Linked DNA regions of Neogale vison: region 1 is linked to region 2. The links are chromatin contacts, called in public Hi-C maps. All regions are on one chromosome and are shown on one strand. Each heading gives the region's core, a stretch centred on a gene start, on an enhancer-like site or on the middle of the called end of the contact. The rest is flanking DNA. Distances are from core to core; before and after follow the strand shown. Region 1 holds the start of PCBP1 (poly(rC)-binding protein 1). Region 2 holds the start of MXD1 (max dimerization protein 1).

Evidence for each region. A called contact is a pair of places that touch in the nucleus more often than the background predicts.
Region 1: a contact with region 2 is called in a Hi-C map of muscle, with 9 times the contacts expected there. The contact joins the promoter of PCBP1 here to the promoter of MXD1 in region 2. A contact is called at or near these places in 2 of 3 Hi-C or Micro-C datasets (fibroblasts and muscle).

The regions. Positions count from the first base shown.
Region 1 is chr8:91,372,874-91,379,023 of ASM_NN_V1, reverse strand. It overlaps PCBP1 (poly(rC)-binding protein 1), which reads right to left and starts at 1,709. Exons shown (of 1, transcript XM_044261312.1): 1 at 112-1,709. The coding sequence starts at 1,529. The coding sequence ends at 459. LOC122914959 (a long non-coding RNA gene) reads left to right here and starts at 2,413. Exons shown (of 8, transcript XR_006385986.1): 1 at 2,413-2,859; 2 at 3,689-3,779.
Region 2 is chr8:91,211,246-91,217,855 of ASM_NN_V1, reverse strand. It overlaps MXD1 (max dimerization protein 1), which reads right to left and starts at 3,326. Exons shown (of 6, transcript XM_044261311.1): 1 at 3,059-3,326; 2 at 2,210-2,309. The coding sequence starts at 3,131.

The sequences.
Region 1 (6,150 bases), core at 460-2,959, 160 kb before region 2:
GGATGGGCCCACCCTTCTTCCTACAAAGGCCTAATACTAAAAGGGAAGGGGAAAAAAAACCACCAACAAAGAGTTTAAGATAGTAGTCCCAGCTTTTTCAAATATGAAGCATTTTTTAACCAATCCATTTTTTAATTTTTAAATTCTTGACATTACAGAACTAAACTGAAATTTATTAACATTCCACTCTTACATTTCTTATCGACAAACAGAAATAAAATTCATGAGCCAAAAACCCAAACAAAACTAAAAACAGGGAAAAGCTTATAAAACTAAATATGGATCCCAGCATTAACAGCTGAACAGAGAATGTGATTTTTAAATTCTTAGCGGATGATAAAGTTGTGTAGAAACTGAACACTTACAAATTATTTAAAACCTGGAATCACTGACCAGAAATTACACAGTTGGATCATGGGAAAACAGCAGAAAGGGGTTTTAAGTGAACCTACACTGTTCTAGCTGCACCCCATGCCCTTCTCGGAGGAAAGCCTGGCATTGATTAGATACTGGGCCAGACTAATACTGGCAGCAGAACCAGTGATAGTAACCTGCCTACCAGAGGAGCCTTCCACGGGATTGGCAATTTTGATCTGGGCCCCGGACATCTGGCGGATCTCATTAATGTTGGCGCCTTGGCGCCCGATTATGCAGCCAATTAAGTTATTTGGAATGGTGAGTTCATGGGTGGTTTGAGTAGATGCATCCAAACTTGCCCAATAGCCTTTCACCTCTGGAGAGCTGGAGTCAATTCCGGCGAATCCGGTCCCGCCGTGCATCATGGCAAAGTGAGACTGTTGTCTTGCCACCTGGTTCAGCTTGGCCAGATCGAGCGGAGAAATGGTGTGTTGTCCTTGAATCGAGTAGGCATCTAGAGGTGGTCCCTCCAGGTCATGGGTGGCATGGGGGTAGCCCGCAGCGTCGCTGCACCGATCTTGGCCGCCCGCGCAGATGACTGGAGAGCTGGCCGGCATGGGCTGGTACGGAATGGTCATGACTCTCCCTTGCGGAGACTGGGAGAGCGTCTCCAGCATGACCAGGCAGATCTGCTTGACACACTCGGTGACAGACTGCGGCACGCCAGCAATGGTGATGGCCCGCTCAGTGGAGTTGGGCAGCATATCCCCCGCCACCTGGACCTGGGCCCCCGTACTCTCGCGGATCTCTTTGATCTTACACCCGCCTTTCCCAATCAGGGAGCCGCACTGGGTGGCCGGCACCACCAGCCTCAGGGTGACCGGGGGCCTGCTGGCCGCCGTGCTGTTGGTCATGGAGCTGTTGATATCTTCTTCCAGCTTATCGATGATCATAGCGAAGGCCTTAAAGATGGCATTGGTAGGGCCGGTCAGAGTGATGATTCTCTCCGGGCAATTCCCCTCCGAGATGTTGATCCGCGCGCCACTCTCCTCGCGGATCCTCTTAACCGACTCCCCTTTCTTCCCAATGATGCTTCCTACTTCCTTTCCGTGCATAAGCAGCCGAATGGTGAGAGTCACATTTAGTCCACTTTCAGTCACACCGGCATCCATGGCGAGCGGCGGGCGGCGTTCGGGGGAGTTGGGCTCGTTACGTGGTCAAGTCTTTGGTGGCTGGCGGGGGGAGGGGAGGTGTAGGCCCAAAACTGCCGGCGCGAGGCGAGCGAGGGCCGCGGGAGCGAGCGGGCGCGGGCGGGAGGCCGCGGCGTCGTCGCAGGGGCAGGCGGCGGCGGCGGAGGGGGCGAGCGGGGCCGGGAGCGGCGGGCGGGCGGGTGGGCGAGGGCGCGGCGGTGGCGACTCCGGCGGCAGCCTCGGCGGTCTGGGCGGGGCGGGAAGCCCGCTTTCAACCCCGCGTACCCTCTGACCCCGGAAGTGCTTGCCGCGCAGGACCCCTTGAAAAAAAATGAGGACCCGTCTTTTTTAGGTCACAAGATTGCGCCAACCTCCACATGGTAGTTTTTAAAAACTCTTTTTAACAGCCTAGCGTTGAACATAAAGCCCCGATGGGCAGACGCTGTGAGCCCGGCAAGGTTTTAAAACAACGTGCATTTTATTAACTCAAGCGGCACAGGCAAATGTTTTGAAATGTTAGTGTTGTGAATGGGGCTGAAACGTTATTTTCCCGCCTTGCAAAAAGGGTTTGGAAGCGGAGCGACACGGGCAGCCCCGGCAGTAACTGCAGGCGGCAGCTGGGACGCCGCGGGTTTAAAACGTGCGCGTGAGGCGGCTAGAGCGCGTGCGCGAGGGTGTGGGGAGACGGGAGGGGCAGCGGCGGTCTTCCGGGGGGGAGGGGCGGCGAGGCGAGGCTTGTGGGGCGGGTGCGCGCGCGCGAGCGCGCGCGAGCAGGCACGTGGGGCCCCTTCGTCCCCGGTGCCCGGGCGCCCCGCGCCAGCCCCCACCCTTGCCCCGGTCCCCCAGCGGCGACCGGTGAGGAAAAAGACCGAAATCCCCCCCTACCGCCGCCCAAGTTGCGGCTCTGCACTTGATTTCTGGGGAGTGTTGGAAACATGGCCATAAAAAAAGAATGGCGTCCATTTACATAATGCTTTGTTTGCATTTTGCAAGTTTCTTTTGGTTGAATCTAGAGAAACCCCACCTCCTAGTGTCTTTTTAGTCGTGGCAGTCTTGCCAGACATTTAAGACAATGGTGTGCCTCTTGGGAACCGCATTTTTTTAGGGGTCCCGAGTAGTGCGGGGGGGTGGTTCTTGAGATTTTCCCCATGCCGTTTAAGCTCCCGCTCTGCCTTTCTACCCTTGGTGCAGACGCCGCGCCCCGCTTTCTTCGGGGGCGGCCCCTGTCGGGCCCCGCCATCTTGGAAGGCCTTTCTTGCAGTTCGCCATCGCACGTTCCTCTCGCTAAAGAAAAGTCGTTTGGGTGGCTCGTGTACGTTTATTTCTGTCCGTTTCTCTTTACTTCGGCTAAGCCAGACAGAGAAAGCACCCAGACAGACGTATGCGCAGCGTGCTTTAGGATCCCGCAGGGAAAGAGGCTAACGTGGCGGTCCCTCCGCCCCCCTTCCTTCCCCACGGGGTGGCCGCCATGTTTCCAGAACACAAAATGGCGACACGTGTCCTGGATTTGTCGCCAACGAGAAATTGGGGTCGACCGAAAGCTCCAGAATGCCCCCACCCCCATCCCGTGCGTCTTGGCTGCAGCCCCCTCGCAGCGAGTGCTCTGCCCACCCGGGTCCAAACCTCGGCTGCCTAATTTTAATGCATTTCCTCCATTAATTTAAAATGGAAACGTTTATAACTAAAAAAAAATGAAGGCATAATATTGAGTTCTCGTTAGTTTTAAATTTAATAGTGAGTAACGAGGGGCAGTACCAGTGGTTAATTTGGGCCCCCCAGTACCGAAGCATTTAGGAATTGCTGCTTTAAGTAATGAGAAAGTTCCTGATTTCCTAGACTTTTTTATCTCAGGCTGGTGTGCGGGAGAGACCAAGAAATGGTCTCATAAAACAACTTAAAAAAAAAAAGATAATTTCCATAAAGCCATTCAGACACCAGTGACCTTTTTCAGAGGGCAGCTGGCTGGTGAACCTCAGTTTACCCACACCTGGCATTCACTTTTAGTGTGGAGGGACAGAGACAAATGTTACTGTGCATTTACCAGTGCCAGATGCTGTGCTACCATTTTACTGCATACTATCTTTAATTTTTACAATGATCTTCTGAGGTGGGTGTTACCTCTCTCTCTTTTTTTTTAACAGATGAATTCATTTAGGCCCAGAGAGATGAAGTGACTAATTCAAGGTCACACAGTGTGGAGGATGGAATCCTGACCTTCTGATTTCCTTATTGGTGAGCACATTTTCAAATTGTTTTTGTAAGTTATGGTTTTAGAATTCAAGTGCTATTTTGATGTTTAGGTGAGCTTGTCATTTAAAGGAACCCCTCAGGTAACCTTTTGGTGCATAGTTACCCCCAGTTTGTATCTGGGGATTCCCAGTTTTTCCTGGTATGAGCTATACCTGTAAGAGGCTCAAATGCTATTTTTTTAATGAGGTGTTTGGGTGACGATAGGGAGGGGGAAATGATTCAGCCCTACCCAAAGGCTGAAGTATCTGTCAGTCCAGCCTTGTCTGTGGCACCTAAATCTACCTGGCTCTGTGGGAGCAAGCAGTTTCTGTGTGTGACTCACTAGCTTCCTTCAGCTAAGCATGGGCATGACTTCCGCCTTCCTCACCCCAATATCCTAACCAAGTAAAAATAAATAATTTGACTTTGGAACCAAGCCTTCATTTCTCTGCAAATATTGAGAGAGCATGACACTATGAGGTAAATCGTAAGTCTGTGAACTCTTCAGTTTAACAAATAAATTGTAGGCCAGACAAGGAATATGTATGTGCCTGAATAGGGCTCTACATGCGTGGATGTTAGAGATGGAGAGAAGGGTTTTTTGCTTCTTTTATGTTAGTGCCCTATATCATAGTTTTTGAAGTGCTTTTGCATTACTGTATATAATTCTACAAACAACTTTGGTAGGTGGATATGTCATAGCAACAATGACAGTAATGGCACTAAGTGCTTACTATGCCAGGCACTGTTTGAAGCTTTATTCTGTATGATAATTCAGTGGCTTTCATATTTTTTTATTTTAAATATTTTATTTCTAAGTAATCTCTACCCCCAGCATGGGGCTTGGACTCACAACCCCACAATCAAGATTACGTACTCTACCGACTATGCCAACTAGGTTTCTCAACAGTTTTATTTTTTTAATTTTTTTAAATTTTCTTTATTTATTTGACAGAGAGAGATCACAAGCAGGCAGAGAGGCAGGCTCCCCGCCGAGCAGAGAGCCTGGTGCGGGACTCGATCCCAGGACCCTGAGATCACGACCCGAGCTGAAGGCAGTGGCCTAACCCACTGAGCCACCCAGGCACCCCTTCTCAACAGTTTTAAAAGCAAACCACCATAAGAGCTAAATCTTACAAAATAACTCATATATGCACATAAATATATGTATATATATATCACATATATGAAACAAAATCTTTGCAGAACAATACTTGTTCTTATGTGCAGTATACTCTGGTAGTTTCTGTTCTTTAACATGAAATAAAAAGGCACATCAAAACTAAAATAATGAGAAACCCATTATTGGGTTGTGACCAAAATGATTAATATACACATTTAATCCTCACAAAACCTGTGATGGGGGTGATGTTAATTTCCATTTTGCAGAGATACAGAGGGGTGAGGGATTTTGTCCAAGGCACAGTTATTAAATAGGAAAATAGGGCTTTGAATCTAGGCAATCTGAATCCAGAGTCTGTATATTTACCACTATGTAAGATGTGGTTTCTGCAAAGGACCTTGTCTTATAGGAGAGACAGAACTGTTTGGGGAATTAAAATTATTAGTAAATATTAAAAACTGAGGAGACAAAAAGAGAAATTATATATAATTAGGAATTATATCCTGATTCAAACTATTCTGCTTCTCTAAATCTGCCACATATTTATTTTCCCTAAAGAAAATTGTATCCATTGAGTCTTTCTTCCCAAGACTGCTTGTTTTAAACCTTTTTTGCGTGAAATTTTCCATTAGTTTTTTCATATCTGAGTACCTCTAGGATTCTACCTTCTCCTGCCCCTCAATAAAGATATCCCCTTCCCCACTCTCAGCCTCTTTGTTTCCTCTAGAGTCCTACAAACCCTCTCTGCCTGCATAGGCAACATGAGCTGTTGATTCAATTGTAACGTGTCTTGTTGTTGATAGTGTGTTTGTATAGGCTGCGTGCTGTGGATGACCCGGAAATCTGGTAAAGAGGGCACTGGACTTGGGAATCTGTGGCTCTGGCTGCCCGCTTCAGCTCTGCCACTGTCTAGCTTTGAGAAGTTTACAACCCAATTCAGAACTGGGCTTTGGTTTTCTCATCTGTAAAACAAGAGATTAAATGATGTCTTCTAATTCTGTCTAGGGAGCAATGATATTTGATGATCTTGGTTCTTTATCTCTGGAGGAGGGGAGGGTTATGTAAATATAACTTATGGTAAATTCTCCACTCCCTTCCCCAGACCTGCACTATCTTGTGGATATATAAGTGAATTCCACACCACCCATTTTACAGATGAAGCCACTAAGATATGGCACAATGGACTAAATAGTCACTGCCCCACCCCTGGAGCCTCATGCCTGACTCTTCTCGCATTTGAATGACTGCAGG
Region 2 (6,610 bases), core at 2,077-4,576:
CAGCACTTGAACCTGAATTAACAAGAATAAACTATTATCTGGTGGTTATGTAAACCAGCAGTAATCTCGCCATCGCCCTTACCTCAGTGCAAAATCCTGACCATACATGGCCTTGGAGAGAAGTCTAATTCAAATCAAAGGGGTCAAACTGCATTCTCTGGGGCGATATCTCACTGCTAAGGTAAGGGTCATTTCCTTACCTGATCACATTTAAACAAAACAACCTACTCTTGCTTCATGTTTGCTTGGTGCCATCTCCAGGTTTAATTAAGGTCTCTCTCAGAGATCCTTGAACCACTGAGGATATAATGGTCAAGAACATGGGAAACTGTGATAGCCTCCGGTCTGTAACCATGGAAAGAAAACCAAACCCATTAACAGAAGACAGCTTTTCCAAAACTCAGTAGTTATAGCTATTTCTTCCATAATAGCACTGGATACTAAAGAGAAAGAATCTGTTTCTTGGCTTGCAGTTCTCAACTATCATTATTTTTCTTTCCTAATCACCTTTGAGGACCAGCCTGCTTCTCTTTCAATATCCCTTTCTCTTCCTCTCCCCACCACTGAACCTCTTCCAACTTTCCTATGAAACTTAGGGAAAAATAAAGTGCTAAAGATTAAGCCTTGACGAGCAGAGTGGACAATTCCTTCCAAATCATGAGTGGACAAGAATAAAAGTAACAAATGGAGTACCCTTTTCAGGAAAAATAAACAAAAAGGCTTCAAAGTTCTTCCAAACAAAATTCAAAGAATACTGTAACAAAATGCAACATAGCTAAATTGTTTTATCCCACTGCATAATGCAAGTCAATATTAACATTCTTCTTATAGGCCCTTAATATTAACATTCTTCTTATAGGCCCCACACACAGATCTATTAGCTACCACCTTCAGGTAATGTGAAACATGGGAGGAAAAGGAAAAGCCACGAGGTTGTTAATTACCAGGTTCATCCCTCAGGTGCCTTCTTATTCAAGAGCTTAGCACATGTGTGCAGCTCACATCCTGTGGTTCTACCAACACTAAGTACAATGGGATGAGTCAAGGACAGAAGCAGCAGTAAGAGCAAGTGAGTTTTAGGTTTAAATGGGACCTCCTGGCTTTTAGTGGTCTGTATTATGCCACAGAGGCTAACCAAATACAGTTACTTGCAGCCAGGAATAAGGATTCTAAGTCAGTGATGAAAATGTGAATGACTATTGGAATGAAAGGAACAGATTTCCTAGCTAACTTATATTTTAAGGGCAAAGAAGGGAAAAAGGGGAAAGTAACATTAATAGAGTACATCATAGGTAGCATGAACTATACTCAGGGTTTTATATACTCAGGGTTTTAATGTGATTTCACTGATCATTAACCACATACTTCCCAGTGAAATTCACAGATTTTAAGAACTAGAAGGCTAACATAAAAGGGTTGTGGCATATTAATATTTTAATATTAATTTTCCATCACCAAAAAGGCAGGTCTTAACCTCCATCATTCCTCTTTGCCACTGTAAACAGATTTAACAGTTTATGAGACAAACTACTGCATTTTATTTACATGTCAAATATGAAATCTTACCACCTACACTAAATTGGATACTTTAGCATGTTTATAAAATCTTCACTAAGAAAAGTAAAAGAAATGGATAATGTCCAGCATTTTCAAGTATAAAAAAAACCTGCCTTTAATCTGATTTCTGAAGGCAACATATTGTCATTGTTCCTAATCTCACTGGAAGTTTCCATAGATTTTTGTTCTAAAAGGGAAGAAAAGCAAAATAAAGTTTAAAAGTTCATAAAGAAATGTAAAACACGGGGCGCCTGGGTGGCTCAGTGGGTTAAGCCGCTGCCTTCGGCTTGGGTCATGATCTCAGGGTCCTGGGATGGAGTCCCGCATCGGGCTCTCTGCTCGGCGGGGAGCCTGCTTCCTCCTCTCTCTCTGCCTGCCTCTCTGCCTACTTGTAATCTCTCTCTGTCAAATAAATAAATAAAATCTTTAAAAAAAAAAAAGAAATGTAAAACACTTCCATTTCTCTCTTCTGTCTCAACTCAAACAGAAGGGCTCCTTCCTCCAATGGCTTAAGACCATGTGTGCCTGACTGAATCATGATTGCTACTTAATGTATTTACTGGGTTATAATCACAACAGACAACTTCCATTCTGCAGTTTGTATCATCTGCAGTGTAATCTAAAAGAGAAAGAGAAATATTTACCAAATTACCTGCTACTGCTGTTACTCTTCTTGGATTTGTTCCTCCGTTTTAAGGCATCTCTGTCCTTGTTATTGTATGGTAACATGGAGGCATAACCATGTTCAGCTTCTAGAAAACCGAAGGATCCAGTTAATGAATGAGCCTAGAACATTCAATACTCTCTCCCCTCTACAGTATTTCCTTTTTAAATTTTATTTTTCATTAAAAGAATATTGTGTTAAGAAACAAACGATGCAAGGTGGAATTCTTAGAACAATGATTTTTTTTTTTAAAATTGTGTGAATACCCTCAGTTCGGAGCAGGTGTAAGAAGCATTCCAGCTGCTCATTGTTGAGAAAGACACAGCAAGTCGCTGAGCTCATGGAGCTTGGGTTCCCCACTGGCAACGTCCAGCAGGTTGGCGTGCTTTAAGTGGGACCAGCCTCGGGCGAAGGTGCGGGGCAAACACCCGGAACCCAGAGGGCGGGGAAGGGGGCGCGCAGGGGAATCGCTGCTCCTCCAGCTGGGAGACGGGGCGCCGGGCCCACTTGGGGGCCGCTCCGGACAAGCCCCCGTGGGGTAAACCAAGGGGCTGGCCGAGAGGATCCCAGGCACCCCATTTGCTTTGCGGTGGGGGGGCAGCGCTCGGGACTCCGGAGGCAGCGGCCCCTTTCCCCACCCTCATTCATTGCCTTTGGGGCAGCAGCGGCCTCCCTTCGGACCGCGCGTGGGGAGAGCTGGAGGGGTTGGGAGCGCTCGCGGTCGCGGTCTCTGCGCCTCCAACCACCCCCAGAGCGGCTGGGCGCCCCTACCCCGCGGCCGGGTCCCCCAGAGCCCCCGGCCCCGGCTCGGGATGGACCCCTCCCGTCCCCGTGCACCTCTCTCCCGCCGCTCCAGGTAGTCAGCCGCCTCCAGCAGCATCTGGATGTTCATCCGAACCGCCGCCGCCATTCTGCACCGGGGGCCGGAGCCACGGGACCAACCCCCACTGCCCACGGGCTCGCCGCCGCCGCCGGACACCCGCGCCCTGCTGTGGACCCCGCAGAGCAGGGTTGAGAGAGCCTCTCTGCGGACCACGCTCGCCGGAAGCGGCGAAGGGGGTCCGGTGAGCTGGGCACCGCCGACACCGTGACAGAACCCGAAGAAGAGCAGCAGCCGCCACCGCCGCGGAGTGTTTATCTCCGACTCACCATCCCCCCGCCCCCAGGCCCTTCTCTTGACAGGCCCTCTTCGGCTGCGTTCCTCATTGGGCACCCTAAAGAATGCCCCGCCCCCGGCCTTGTCCGATTGGGGAAAAGCATTACGGCTCCGCCCCCTAGAGTCCGCTCCTCTCTCTGGTTGGCCACGCTTGACAAGGCCCGGGCTCCACCCCCCCTTTCCAATTGGTGACAGGATTCGCAACTCCGCCTCGTGCTCCTTCCCTGTTTTCCATTGGTTCTATGCCGACAACCCCCTTTTGCTTTGTTAGTATTGGCCCAGAGCTACAGAAAGCGAGCCACTTTGCCTATCTCTCATTGGTGGAGCCGGCTGAAACCTCCCAGCTACGATGACGTCACCTGCCTCCCGGCCCAGCGAGCCCTGAGTGGCTGGTGATCAGCGGCACCGCCACTCCTCCCTTGATCTCGCATTGGCTGGGAGGGCTGACCTGGGCGCCGGCGCTGATTCACGGCCGCCGCGGAGCTCCGCTCGGTCCGGCCCATCCCGGCCCCGCCTCGGACCTGTTGCCCGGACCTGTCCCCGGGGAAAAGTTCCGAGAGCCTGCCGGTTATCCTTCGAGTGGAAGGCTGGCACCGCGCGTCGCCTGGGCTCTTTGTCCTGCTCGGATTCCTGGCTGGAGCCCTTGGTCCGGCGGCCACAGTCCCAGAGGTTCCAGGCTTCCCAGCTCCCTGGCGGCTGTGGGCCCCGCTGCGAATCCCACTGAAAGCGAGAGCGGCGCCGGCAACCTGGTGGGCCAGGGGCTTCCGACGGCGCCACGTGGCTGTGGGGCTTGAAGGAAAAAGCTTGCCTTGCGTTGACTGCTCGCCGCCCAGCGTTTTTTTCTCCTCAGAAAGCGGCGGAATCGGGCAGCAGTTTACAGCCCTGCGCGTCTCTGTTGGTACTCCCCAACCCTACCCCAAGTGCAGGCATAATCACTCCCTCAAAAACTTACTGCATCTACAGAATCCCCAGCGTTGGATCCCGAGATTTTTTAACCCAAATCTCGTTCAGGGTCTTTCCTTCCCTTTTAATTCTAAAAAAACAAAAACAAAAAACAAAACCACGAACGAACAAACTTCCTCTGTACAATATAAATGGTGTGTGTGGGGTGGCTACCAGTAGAAATACACAGAACTAAAAATTTAAGGATTATTCCCTAAGCCTATCAAGATTTATAACCCAAGTTATTGTTAATACACTGGCATCTCCATGTTAAAAAGGAGGAATAAATGTCTTCATAAGCTTGAACATATTTCATAAAGCTTTAAAAAAAAAAGCTTACTGTTGGCAATACATGAAAATAATAAATAGCTTTGCTATATGTCACCTGCATTATCACTAATCCTTAATATGACCCCATTAGATAGATTAATAATTACATTTTGAACACAAGGAAACTGAGACCCAGAGAAGCTAAATGACTTTCCTTGTCATCCATTTAGCCAGAGATGGAGACTGAACCTAGACTAGATCTGTTTCGCCTAGAGCCCATGCTACCAATGCCTTAAACAAGAGTTAAGAAAGAGATTTCCTGACTGAGTCACAGACACTCAAACACTTGGGGGGAGAGGAAGAAAAACATGTAATCATGGGAATTTTTTTTAAATGTGTCCTTCTTAGTGGTTGACAAATCCATTAAAATTAAAATCAACAGAATTAAAAAGTAGAATAAATGTAGTAAAGCATGCCTGACCTATAGGAAACATTTTCTGCTTTTAATGGTTAATTGAATCTAAAAGCTTATTTTTTTTAATGAGTGCTAATACACTGAAGATAAATGTATTAAAGAAAGCACAAAGAGAAATGAGAATGGGGATATAACATTTTTAACAAGTTTTTTTTTTTTCCAAGATTTCATTTATTTGAGAGAATGTGAGAGAGAATACTTGAAGAGTGGGAAGAGGGTGGGGAGAGGGACAGGAAGAAGCAGACTCCCTGCTAAGCAAGGAGCCAGATGTGGGACTTGATCCCAGGACCCTAAGTCATGACCTAAGCCAAAGGCAGATGCTTAACCAAATGAGCCACCATTTAATAAGCATTTTAAAATTGCAAGTTATTTGTAATACAAATTTGAAAGTCATAATGAAATGAGTACAATCCTACTAAAGTACTAAAACTGATAATAGTAAAAACACTTCATTATCTTAAATTTGGATTTTATATACTTTTATATTTTCTGTGACTTTATCATGAACATTCAGCTTATTTCTTTATTCTTTGTCTTTTATCCTCAACTTTTTTTTTAGCCCAGTCTTATTTCAGTACCATGATCCTTCCCTTTGAATCAATGTGATTGAAAACCACTACATAAAAAGGGAAGAAAAGGTTGTCAGAAATAGAAAATTAATACCTTAAATATCAATGGGTTTATTTATTTTTTTGAAGATTCTTAAGTAATATCTGCACCCAACATGGAACTTGAATTTACAACCTTGAGATCTAGAGTTTCATGCTTTTCCAACTGAGCCAGCCAGATGCCCACTAATAGGTTTATCTTAAACCATGGACAAGGGGTGCCTGGGTGGCTCAGTGTGGTTAAGGCCTCTGCCTTCAGCTCAGGTCATGATCCCAGGGGTCCTGGGATGGAGCCCCGCATTGGGCTCTCTGCTCAGCAGGGAGCCTGCTTCCTCCTCTCTCTCTGCCTGCCTCTCTGCCTACTTGTGATCTCTGTCAAATAAATAAAATCTTAAAAAAAAAAAACCAAAAACATGGACAAAATACTAAGTCATATTACAATCACAGAATTAGATAGAACAATGGATTTTTTTTTTTATCCCGTGTTGGTGGTGGTGGTGGTGGAAGAAATGATCAATTAGCCAGTACCACCACCTAGGAATTAGTATCATGAATTTTCAAGCGTATTTGGTGCCATCTACTGGAGATCAAGTAGTACAAAACAAAGACTTTGTTTTTCTAGAAATTATTTTACACAAATGTACACAATGTCTACTTAAGATAATCTAAAAGTACAGGTTTTGAAGAAAGAAGTAAAAATCCTAAAACAAAGTATAAGTGGTGACCCCGGCACCTCGTCCCTCAAACGCATTATAAAAAGCATTGATCACTAGACACAAACCCAAAAATAAAAAATGGGAATTCCAGAATGTTTGAACCTAAACTTTGTGACCAGGACTTTTAACAAAAAGTTATGCACGAATATGGATTGTCGAACACTAGTTCACATTTTCAAGCAGGCACCAAGATAAACTAACAGACTTGGGAAAGAGAAAGTA